Linked DNA regions of Hordeum vulgare: region 2 is linked to region 1. A link is a contact called in public Hi-C data. All regions are on one chromosome and are shown on one strand. Each heading gives the region's core, a stretch centred on a gene start, on an enhancer-like site or on the middle of the called end of the contact. The rest is flanking DNA. Distances are from core to core; before and after follow the strand shown.

The links. A called contact is a pair of places that touch in the nucleus more often than the background predicts.
Region 2: a Hi-C map of seedling shows a contact between it and region 1, with 4 times the contacts expected there. The contact joins the promoter of LOC123401407 here to the enhancer-like site in region 1. A contact is called at or near these places in 3 of 6 Hi-C or Micro-C datasets (leaf and seedling).

Annotation. Positions count from the first base shown.
Region 1 is chr6H:549,065,800-549,071,786 of MorexV3_pseudomolecules_assembly, forward strand. No RefSeq gene overlaps it. Among protein-coding and RNA genes, the nearest start is that of LOC123403720, 16 kb to the left of the region's middle. Within about 2 kb of position 2,687, at least 3 of the 3 cell types and tissues checked have open chromatin away from gene starts, as enhancers often do. A contact at or near this core is called in leaf and seedling, where this site is marked.
Region 2 is chr6H:549,619,757-549,625,348 of MorexV3_pseudomolecules_assembly, forward strand. LOC123401407 (translation initiation factor eIF-2B subunit epsilon-like) reads right to left here and starts at 3,399. Exons shown (of 15, transcript XM_045095194.1): 1 at 3,211-3,399; 2 at 2,888-3,127; 3 at 1,915-2,229; 4 at 1,665-1,772; 5 at 1,338-1,530; 6 at 749-1,011; 7 at 492-621; 8 at 296-369; 9 at 1-143. The coding sequence starts at 3,348. It overlaps LOC123403410 (cinnamoyl-CoA reductase 1-like), which reads left to right and starts at 5,469. Exons shown (of 4, transcript XM_045097345.1): 1 at 5,469-5,592.

The DNA of each region.
Region 1 (5,987 bases), core at 1,437-3,936:
ATAACCACTTTATTATTACCTTATGGCATATTTCCAACAGACGCGAGGATGTCGGCGACGAGAGAGGACGGATAAAGAGTTGGAGTTAAGAATTAGATCCGGGTCGCGTGCGCGCGGGGTGGGGGGGGGGGGGGGGGTATGTAAGCTGTTGTTTAGCATTGTCGTGCGCGCATTGACGACCGCCACCTGAGTATAAGTGCTGGAGGCGACAACGTGACCAAATATGGAAGTGGCGAGCGGCTGCGAGAACCCACCACCTGACCCATGAAAATATCTGAAAACGTTTGGCGCGAGGGGCCCAAAATATGCTGTGGCGAGCAAGAAAGGCCAACCGCCATTAGTATGGGAGCTAGCTGTGGCGGGCACATTCGTGCATCCGCCATAGTAGCTTGTTAGTCGGACATGAATTGGAAAAAACATAGTTGTGGCGGATAGCCGCTGCCACCCACCACAGCTATATGTGTAGCACTTGGGGCTGTGTTTTAGCGCCCACAACTACTTGCTTTCAAAATTAGCACTAGCAAGTGACACATACTGCCTGCCACTAACGTGGGTTCACCTACAAGCCCTTTCCAAGTAGTGCCCCCTGGCGGCTCCCGAAGCGCGTCGGTAATCGCTGGAGTGCGGGGACATATTGGGTAAACTTCTTTGCAAACACTACCAAATATGAAAACATGAACAAAATTTGAAAGCATTAACATTTTTTGAAGTTATGACCAAGTTCATAAGGATAGAACATTTTTGCAAATCCAATTGTGTTCTCAAATTGGTGAATTTTTTTTTGAAAGTGGGAATATTTTTTGAAATTACAAAAAAATTCTAAATTTGCAAAGAAGTCGGAACTTTTGAAATTTAAAGTTGGAACATTTCCTGATTTTTAGAAAATGAGAACCTTTAAAAATTGCAAATTCAATATTTTTCTAAAATAGCTATTTTTCCGATAATTTATAACTATTTCGAAATTTTTGAACAAAATTTTAAACTAGGAACATTTTTCCAAAGTATGTACAAAATCTACAAAATGCAAACATTTTTAAATTATTGAACATTCATGGAAAAATAAAATTCAGAACAAATTCATTGATTAAAAATGCGAATATTGTTTTTTGAATTTCATATTTTTTTTTCAAAATACGAATAAATTTCATTTTCATGAACAAAATTATTAAATTGTGAACATTTTCTGAATTTTCCGAACATTGTATTGAATGTGCAAGCAAATTTTCAGAACACGAATATTTCTGAAATTTATGAATAAAATTTTGAAAATGAAAACATTTTTAAATTCCTAGAAATCGAAATAATTTATGGTCAAAAATTATAACGTGAACATTTTTAACATTTAAGGAAATTTGTTGAAAAAATAAACTTGAAAAATAAAACAAATAACAAAAACATAAAAAAAATCCGGTTTAGGAACCTTCTACAAAGTTATCTAAATCGAAAAAACCCGACTGGAAAACAAATAAAACACAGAATATCTTCTAAACGAGCCGATCCTTCTTGATCGATCGCATGTGCGGGGACGCTGAATCGGGCACACACCACGTCCTGCGAACAAGGCTGGCCCATTTGTTTCCCATCCTTTTGTTTTTTCCTGTTTTAGAAACTTCAAAAAAAGAGCGTGCACGGGGTTCGAACCTGCACCAGCTCGGCCGCGTGCGCTCAGCTCCAACCAACCCGTATTTGGTTTTTCCTCTTTTATTATTATTCGTTCTCTAGTTCGTTTTTCTTTCTTTTTCTCATCCTTTTTTGTTTCATTCTAATGCGCGTTTTTTATAGAACTCGTGCACCTTTTTTTTTATTTAACGATTTTGTTTTCAAATTCGGTGACTTGTTTCCAAATTAGATAAAACTTTTCAGAAAATTATTGAACTTTTCCCAAATTTGATGAACTTTTTCCCAAATCGATGAACTTTTTTCCAAACTCGATGAACTTTGCTCAAAATCTATGAACATTTTTCCAAAGTCAATGAATTTTTTTAAAAATTGGATCAACTGTTTCCAAAATCGATGCACATTTTTTCAAAATCAATGGTCTTTTTTTTAAATTGGATAAAATGTTTCCAAAATCGCTGAACTTTTTTCCAAAATCCATTAACTTTTTTGAATTGAATAATTTTTTTCAAAAATCAATGAACTTCTTCAAATCAAATGAACTTTTTTCCAAGATCGATGAACTTTTTCCATTTTTGTGATTTTTTACAGTTATATTTGTTTACCTTTTCTTTAACCCGTGTACTCTTTTTGTAAATGATTTTTTAATACCTGATTTTTCATAAAACATACACATATTTCTTGAACACTCAACAGTCAACTGATTGGACCAGTCAATTGGTGAACTTTTTTTCTCAAAGCAGTGGACTTTTTAAAATTTAAATAGAACGGCTACAGTTGTTCTTAATTTGTGCTCGCTGCATAATATAACCAGTAGCCGAATGGTGTAGTTGTAGCTAGTCTCTTGTAGGATATTAGCGGTCTGAGTTCGATTCCCTGTCGGACACTCATTTTTTGGTGGGATTTCGGGCTACAATATTTGATACAGTATGTGTTCATGGGCCGACCCAGTAAGGTTCTCTATGAGAGCCGGTTAGCTTCGAGGCGCCGAAGGCGCCGACTAGGACCTCCTAAATACGTCAAATAGGGTATTTCGGGAGGAACCATGGATCTAACAAAAATCAAACGTGAAGTGATTTGAGCGCCTGGCGACCGAACATGGGCCATATGTTCCATTGGGCTGCAATCGAGCCATGGCGCTTATGGCTAGGCTGACTTTTTTTGGAAGTGCAAGGCTGAGATACTATACAAGCTGATCAAACTGCTGCATAGAGATTAGAGACTAGCGTGGCTAGGGCATCGAGGCGCTGTTAGGATGTCGTCTATTTTGGATCGCCGCCGCCCGCCGATCGATTCGATCCTTGACACCTGCCTCGTCCGTGCACTACCGAAATAAAGCTCTATGCCGACGGCCCAGCCGTCGGCATAGAAGCAAACCCCGTCGGGATACCCATATGCTGGCAGTTGTTGTCAGCATACACCCGTCGGCAACATATATGCCGGACCGAGCCGTCGGCAAAGAAGAGCCATCGGCATAGCGGGCTATGCTGTGTACATTCATCGGCAAAGAAATATGTTGTTGCTTAATTTTTTATGAAACTTGTCTCTCCTCAACTAGTTAAGTAAGTGGTAAGCTGGGCAACATAGCCCGTAGTTTCCTTCCTAATCTGTCAATGTGGACCTATAGTAGAGGTAAATTTATTCTTGATCAAACTGCTAGGGTAGTTAAATATATTGTGTACTTTTACCTGATCAAATTGGTTAGTTAGCTCTTTTTCTTGTCCAATATGTCATGTTCTTAATAGCTGATGAAACACGTAGAATAAATGAAGTGCTATGGATTTGTTGTTTAGGTTGGTTCCAAAAAGTGCTAGACTGCAGCACTAGGCAGTACAACGACGTAGAGCATCCCCAATAGATGCATGCTAACGTGGCACGTTTAATAAAATTATTCAACGTTGAAATAGCAATTTTTAGCGCCGGAGAATGTTAACTCCAACAGACACTGCAAAACATAGCGCTCAATCCGACGGCCCCACCTGCAGCGGCCAACGCGCATAATTTGGCGTCCCAAATATACTGCGTGGAAGCTAGCGCGCCCAACATTTTTAACGCGGACGCTGACGCTTTTATGCGCATTCTATTTTACAACCTTTATTGAAACACCGTTTTTTGTCTCTCACGCACAAAAACATCAGTTTTCAACGTGTGAGGCCTTTTTTGGGCACCTGTTGGTGATGCTCTTATGGATGTGTTGGTGATGCTCTTATGGATGGATTCGGAAGCACACATATGCTTCCGGGTTTGTTCTTTGCATTCTCTCTTCCCCGATCCTAAATTCATGTCGCATCTCCTGTTCTCATTCCATAGTTTTGACTCTGACCTCCTCTCACTTCCGTTTATGTACTTCACAATCTCATGATTTCCCTTTGTTTTGAGAAGATTTTTTTGAGAAGTTGAATGACGTTGTTGTAGTGAACTAGTGATGTAAGTGCACAAGGATGCAGTAGCTCACGTGGGTATTCATCTTAGATCAGAAATCAATTGTGCCATTCAATGTGATGAATTGATATCTTGACTTTGTTTACCACATATATTTGGGTACCAACGTTCATTATCCACATATGAGTTTATGCCATGGGAAAAAATTATGCTGTATCATTTGTGATTAGTAAAACACCTATGTAATCTATTTACTACTCCCTCCGTCACAAAATTCTTGTCTTAGGCTTATTTAGAAATGAATGTTTTAAAATATACTAAAACGTGACTAGATACATTCATATCTAGACAAATCTAAGACAATAATTTTGGGATGGAGGGAGTACCAGATTATATATTTATATGTTTAGCCATGATCATCTTCGGGAAACAATTGGAGCCTAGATAATGTATGAGAGACACCCTGTGCGCAAAGGGGCATTAGAGAAGAGAGCTAGCATAACAAGACATGATTGCAAATAGAATAAGAATCCACATTTGATCATAATTCAATATTATTACAAATGGCATAAAATATATAGTATTCCGCTTTTACGGGGATACCAAATACATTGGGTTTAGACCTTTAATTTCCACACAAATTGGCCAGACGCAGCCCTAGTTGCATCTTTTAAACTCCATAACTCATAAGGCAGATTTCGTATTATATTGTGCACCAATATATGAGCAAATATAAATTTATTAATTTATCAGATATTCTTGGATCATTATCGTAAGCGGGCACAAGTTATTGATATTCCACCAATGCAGTATTAATGCATGAATAAGGATAATTCATAGTCCCCATCCTCTGTCTGGTGGATATGTTGGTTTAGAGGCGTGCACGCTCTGGAACCGCAGGCAAACGGAGGTGCCCCAGCTGCTGCAGGGATACCACCGTCTCGTACAAACTCTCCTTGAGTGGAGTGAACTCCAACCCCAGGTCCCTGAGCCTCTGGTTGGAGAACCTGTACGGCTTGGCCATCGGCTTGCCGTCATCTTCACACCTGCCATGCCATGCACGCCATGAGTAAATTTTAAAAACCACCACAATTACGTAGTGCACTGCGGAAATCCATCGTTTTCATAAAAAAATATCAAAAATACCGATTTTGAGTAATTGTTTGCTGAAAACATTAAAAATATTAAAATCCATCTAACACGGAACATCGTCGCGTTGTGCAGTCGAGAGTAGTCAAGCTCCCAGATCTTCTCGACTCTTACGTAGAATCTCTCAGTTGCGGTGTTGTCGTCGGTCATGCATTCCATCATCATCCCTGAGTTCTGAAAATCACTGTTTATTTCTTTGGCCTTCGTGTAGAACATGCATCCGTTGATATCGTATGCCTGATAGGTCGCGAGGTTGGCAGCGGGGCCATGTGCTAAGGTGTATATGAGCAATCCGTCCTCAGAGCCCTCTTCCGGATGATTAGCAAGAATATGCTCTTTGAACCAATACAGGAAAGTGGAGTTGTGCTTTCTAGTAACTTCGGCGTTCGTCCTGCATAGCCCTCGGTCACAATACTTCTTTGCCATGGTTTCCTTGTGCAGTGTCTAGAAAGGATCTACCACATCTAGGTGATGTAGCACTACTAAGTTTGCTCTGTCAACGTCGTTGGGCCGATCCGAGTAGGCCATATGTAGTTTCTTGCGACCGTTGGAGAGACCTTCTCCTTCGAGGCTCCCAAGGTGCTTCTTAACGGGCAAACCAACACTAGGCCGGTCTCCGCCATATAGATAATTCTCACAAAAAGAGATGCACTCTTGTGTCAGATAGCCCTGGACGATGCTTCCATCCGGGCGAGACATGTTACGAACGAATCCTTTGATGACCCCATTCATCCTCTCAAATAGCATCATGTTCTGCAGGAATGATGGCCCAGCTCTATTATGTCATCCATGATGTGGACACACAGATGCACCATGACATCAAAGAACACGTGGGAGGG
Region 2 (5,592 bases), core at 2,149-4,648, 550 kb after region 1:
CCTTCGTCATCGTCAAAAAAAATAGCATGTTGCAACTCTTCAAGTTTTTCTTTAGGAACCGGAGCAATTGATTGTCTCCACTTGTCCTGAATTCCAGTATCACCACTTGCCCATATGTAACCAAGGACACCAGAAGTACCGGTCTAAGCAATATCATAGATAGAAACCAAAAATGATTATAAGATCAAGACATGGCAAATGTATCACCAGGGTGCATGGACATAATCCTGACAACCACAGTAGTGGCAAGCACGCATTGCAAAAATCACAGCATCAACTAAGAATAGAGGAATACCTCAGATGCCCCTAAGTCGTCATCTTCAGAAATGATGGTTGGATGGTCGGCATTACTCTTCATGCTGGAAAAGGCTGCAATACAGAAAGCCAGTTTGCTAAGTAAAACATGAGTGATACAGGTTCAAATCATCATAAGAATAAATTGAAAAGGCATGTATGAGCAATAATGGAAATTTTAGGGTATGCAGACTTACGTGGACTATCTGTAACTACAGAATTGGTGTCAGCATACTCAAGTTCCTCGTCACTATCTTCATTTGAAGGCTTCTCAAGTAGTGACACTTTCGAATAGGCAGGGACAACAACATTCTTTCCAACTTTAATCTAAGATTATACAAATAAGAATGTGATCAATATCCACAATGCTGCTGGATAGAAAATTGCAACTGGTTTATAGTCTGTTCCTAAAGGAAAAGTGAATAGCACAGAGGTGTAATATATAGCAACATACCTTAAATGACAATATGCAGCCAGGCTCAACAATTGCCCCTGCCCTTAGATGAACATCATCACAGACTAAGGAGTTACTAACTTTGCACCCATCTTCAATTATGACATTATCCCAAATATAGGAACCGTGAATGAGAACGTTTTTACCAATACTGCAACCTTCCCCAATTACAGAATTTGATATCTTGCACTGCTCTCCAATACTTGTCGCACTGCCAATAACAGAATTTGCACCGATGTGTGCAGAATGTGACAATGTAACATCTGGAATAGATGTGATGAATGTGAACAATTCATATGTAATAAAGTGCTGCTATATAATTTACAGGAATCAAAGATTACATACCTATAGACCTAAATGACAGGTAAAAATTCATGCCCAAAACTCACAGATTAAAACAGCCTATGTACCTTAAACAAAGCATTTTAATAATAGTATGAACTAATATCTGCAACCATTTCTTCATTCAAAATTAAACATATTGATTTGATAAATTCATCTAGATTTCAAAGAATGATTCAAGGAACAATATCAAACGAGGTACAGAAATAAATCTTTACAGCTCTTTTCATTACGCAATTACGCATACCTGATGCCTTGTAAATTCCTTGGCGGTGTAGTTTCATTTCATGACAGTTACCAAAGGATAACACATCAGGCACCATAGGGTATGTCCATCTTTGTATAATATCTTTGCTCACCGCATCATAGCTCCTGAAACTATCTATTCTTGCGGCATAGCTCGAGCGTATTTCATGAGTATAGATTTTGTAACCCATAATCTGAAAGGATTGGCATGTCGTTTGATTGTTACAGAAGATACATGATAGCAGAGATGGCACTCATGATACTGCACTAAAAATAAGTATCATGTTTTCTTGTCTTACATAGGTCAACTGGTGGTGAACAGACTTACATCATCAACTAGTAAACCCTTTACAAAATGACGCCGGAGATGTTGATAATCAAAGTTATCGGTAAAAAGACTAAGGACTTCTGGCGAGCAGACATCAATATAGCAATCCTGTCGGAAAAAAAGGGTGAATTTACGAAGATCAATAAAACAAGATTTGAAGTACTGGAGAATCATGGCCTCAATAATATAGCAAAAAGTGAGCTTCGAGAAAAACATATCCATTGTTTAATTAACAAGTTTGAAAGCAGACCTCCATGTTATTATGCAACTGGAGAGTAGGATTATTGGCCAGTATATCCTTATCAATTGCCACGCACAGGTGTGAGTTATCTGTCTTATCCTCATAATAAAGTAGTTCCTTTGTCTCAGGAGCTATCGCCATAAAAATTTCATCATTGCCCAAACGTGTCTGGTGCGTCAGGGTTGAAGGTTTTGAATGCTTTATAATCATAGTCATAACAGCAAGTGGATCTTTTTTCCTTCTGTCCTTGTGTTCCTGAAGAGCATCTTTTAAGCTCATGTTGCTGATTGTATCACCACTGATGAGAACAAAATCACCATTTATCTGCATAAAAGTGACGAATGCATGAAACAACTGAAAGCGTAAACGAAATGCCAGGCACACTGTCAGTATGTGTTACAATAACTGAGAATAGAACAGGAAAATAAGACTGCACTATATATGCCTTACGATAACTGAGACACAGGCGACATCTATTAGGGGAAAAAAAGGCATGTGATACTATTGCTAAGCAGGTACGGCAATCAGAGTTAAGCGCTTGAAAAATATCTAAATTGAGCGGAACTAATGTGTTTAGTATGATGTTATAGTTAAAACCTTGAACAACCTTTTTGGGTAATAGCCATTAGACAGAAAAATGAATGCTAGGTTTTTTCTCTGACTACAAAATAATATCATGATTTTTCCATCACAATCTCTTGCTGGTTGTAATTACTTCCCAAGTCCACACTACTTAGGCAACTAGTACCAAATGGGATGCCACTGGAGTGACCTGAAATGACATGAAGTTATACAATTTATATCTACTTTCCTTCCTTGAATGAACTGGAATGACACCACAGGCTTCAGTTTTACATATGTTCACTATCAGTTCTAGTCAACCGGCCAAGACAAATTGTTAAGCAGTAACAGCAACAGACACTGCAATTAATACTGCAGTCCTTTTTCCAATCCACAGGAAGGGTGGAGATGAGAAACTCACAACGCCACGGCCATACATGACGCGGAGAGCGTCGCCTGCGCTGATAGCGTCGTGCGACTCGACGGCTGTGACGGCCATCTCCCGGGCGGCGGGCTTCCCAGACCAGCCTGCCACCGCCAGGTGCTCCTTGACCTGCTGCGCGTGCGCAGCGCAGAAGACGAAGACCTCCTCCACGCCCGAGGTCTCCAGCCAGGACAGCGTGTAGTCGATCATCGGCACATTCACCAGCGGCAGCAGCACCTGCGGGGGCAGCGCAATTCAGGTGCCGCGTGGCGGATTGGGGGCGGCGGGTGCCCGAGGTAGGGTTTGGGGGGATGCGGTACCTTGGGGCGCTCGAGCGTGATGGGGCGGAACTTGAGCGTGAAGCTGTCGGCGAGGAGGACGGCCTGGAGGGGCGAGCGCGAGAGCTCGTCGGGGTCGTCCCCGGCGGCGGCCCCGCCGCGCGACTTCTTCTGGGACATGGCTGCGGCGGCGGCGGCGACGGGGAGGGGTTGGGGAAGGTTTAGGTGTGGTCGCCCGCGCCGTCGTCGCCGCCGTGGCTCCGCTAGTGTGGCAGCAGGGAGGCGTAGTGGGCCGTATCTGGGCTTAGGAGTTTGGGCTTTTTCATGGCCAGTTTGTAGTGGACTTGGTGGGTCATGCCTTCTATCTTCTTCCTTTTCCCCTGAGGATTGAAGCACGGCCATTCGTTTCAGCCCATCTCTGCATATTCAACGCTCGATTTTAGAGAAAAATCTGAAGAAAAAAGTTATATTTTTTTAGATGATTTTGAAATGTTTGTTTTATTTTTATCAGCAAACTGTGTTACTTAAGTCCATTTTGGGTCATCCACAATTGTGTATCTAAAGAAGAAACAATGATAATTAATTCATGTGTGAGCATTGAGCAAGGTAGACTCCTCGTAGTAACGAATGTTACATATAAATTCTTGAGGTGTAATTGTAGATATACAACTAGCTATCATGAAACAAATCTCAAAAAATACAATTAGATAATAAGAGGGAAAAAACACCCCGCACCAATGCATATAATTGACTCTAAGCACAACACATGTAATGCATGTCGCAAGATGTTTTGTTTTTATTTTCTTTATGAGACGTGATGTGGGGATCGAGCAATACAACACATGCATGGTATCAGTCACATCACACATGTCGTATGGTTCGTGGAGAGCATCTAGTGATACCATCCTTTAAAGCATCTCTAACAGATCCCTTAAAACGCACAAAGCTGTAAAATAACCGTCGGTTTGCAGTTTTAGACGAAAAAAAGCGATCCAAATAAAATCCGTAAACAACTTCGGCATGTGAAATTTTTTAAGGGGCACGGTAAACATCCCCACCAAACCTGTGAAAATAAGGATTTCGGAGCCACCCCGATGGTGCCCTATATACGTGAAAGACTATTGGTGGGAGTCCAACTGCCATCAGAACCTTCATGGCTCGCTCCCGGTCGTCGTCCTGCCCGTCCACAGTCGCCACCCAGCTCATCCGGGAAGTCGCCCCACCCATTCGTCCCGGTCGCCACCCGTTTGTCCTAGCTGTCGCTGTCGAAAACTCGAACAACTACGAAGGAGCTCTATACGACAATGATAGCTAGCTCCTGGCTCAATCCGACCATGGTCGACGAGCTAGCTAGCTAGCTAGCTCGCTCTTGGATCCATCCGGCCATAGACGAGCTCCTAGATCCATCCGACCACGGACGAGCTAGCTAGCTCCCGGATCCATCCGGCCACGGACGAGCTAGCTAGTTCTTGGATCCATCCGGCAATGGAGGAGCTGGCTCCTGGATCAATTCAACAACTACGGCGACGGAAGTTGATCATGGACACGGACGAGAGGAAGAAGAAAACGTAGGGAATAATTTAAGTGAATATTTGGTTTTACAGCTTAAGTTTAAGAATTTTGTTCGACCGTAGCTCAAACCGATCTTTAAAATATTTTTTTTCCGAAGTGAAAATTGTGTTTTCAGTTCCACGATTTAAGGGGTCTGCTAGAGATGCTCTTAGGTCATTACCAACACGCGAGATTCAAAGCCAAAATTGTTTCTAGAATTCTGAATAAGGAAAAGAGTTTGAATTTTCACATGATGCGTGTTTGTGATCCCTACAAAATTTAAAGGTATCCCACTGTGATCTACACACAGGGTGTGGGGGAAGAAGATCAAGCATGGGTAGTGCAAAGAGATAAAAACACAAAAGATAATATACACATTTGGCTTTGTCTTCTTTTGTTTCTCCACGCATGAATAGAATATGGATTTGAAAAACAGACATACATCTGTGAATATTCACAAAATAATTTAGATTTCTGGAAAGTTCAAAAAAATGAGAATAGGAAAGTTTCGAATTTGATATATGTGGTATGATGGTATCATCTAAAATGTGGTATCACGAGATACTCTCCAAGCTGGCCAGCTAAACCGGAAGTGCTTGGTCGAGGCATCCCCAGTCCACGATACACGCGGACACGTAGTCGGCGAGCCAAAGTCGTACTCGGCGAGCTCTAGTCTAGCCTCCATGACATCATGCATGACAAATTAATTAAGATTTCAGCTTGGACGATCATGTTGGTCTCAACGTGAATCACATTCACATCCGCGTCTTCGTGGTGCTGTTCAATTTGATGCGTGCGATAGCAGAATTAGTCGAGATACGCACTGCCTCACGTCCCATCTTAGCTAATTGTTATTGTTATCTCGTGTTCTAG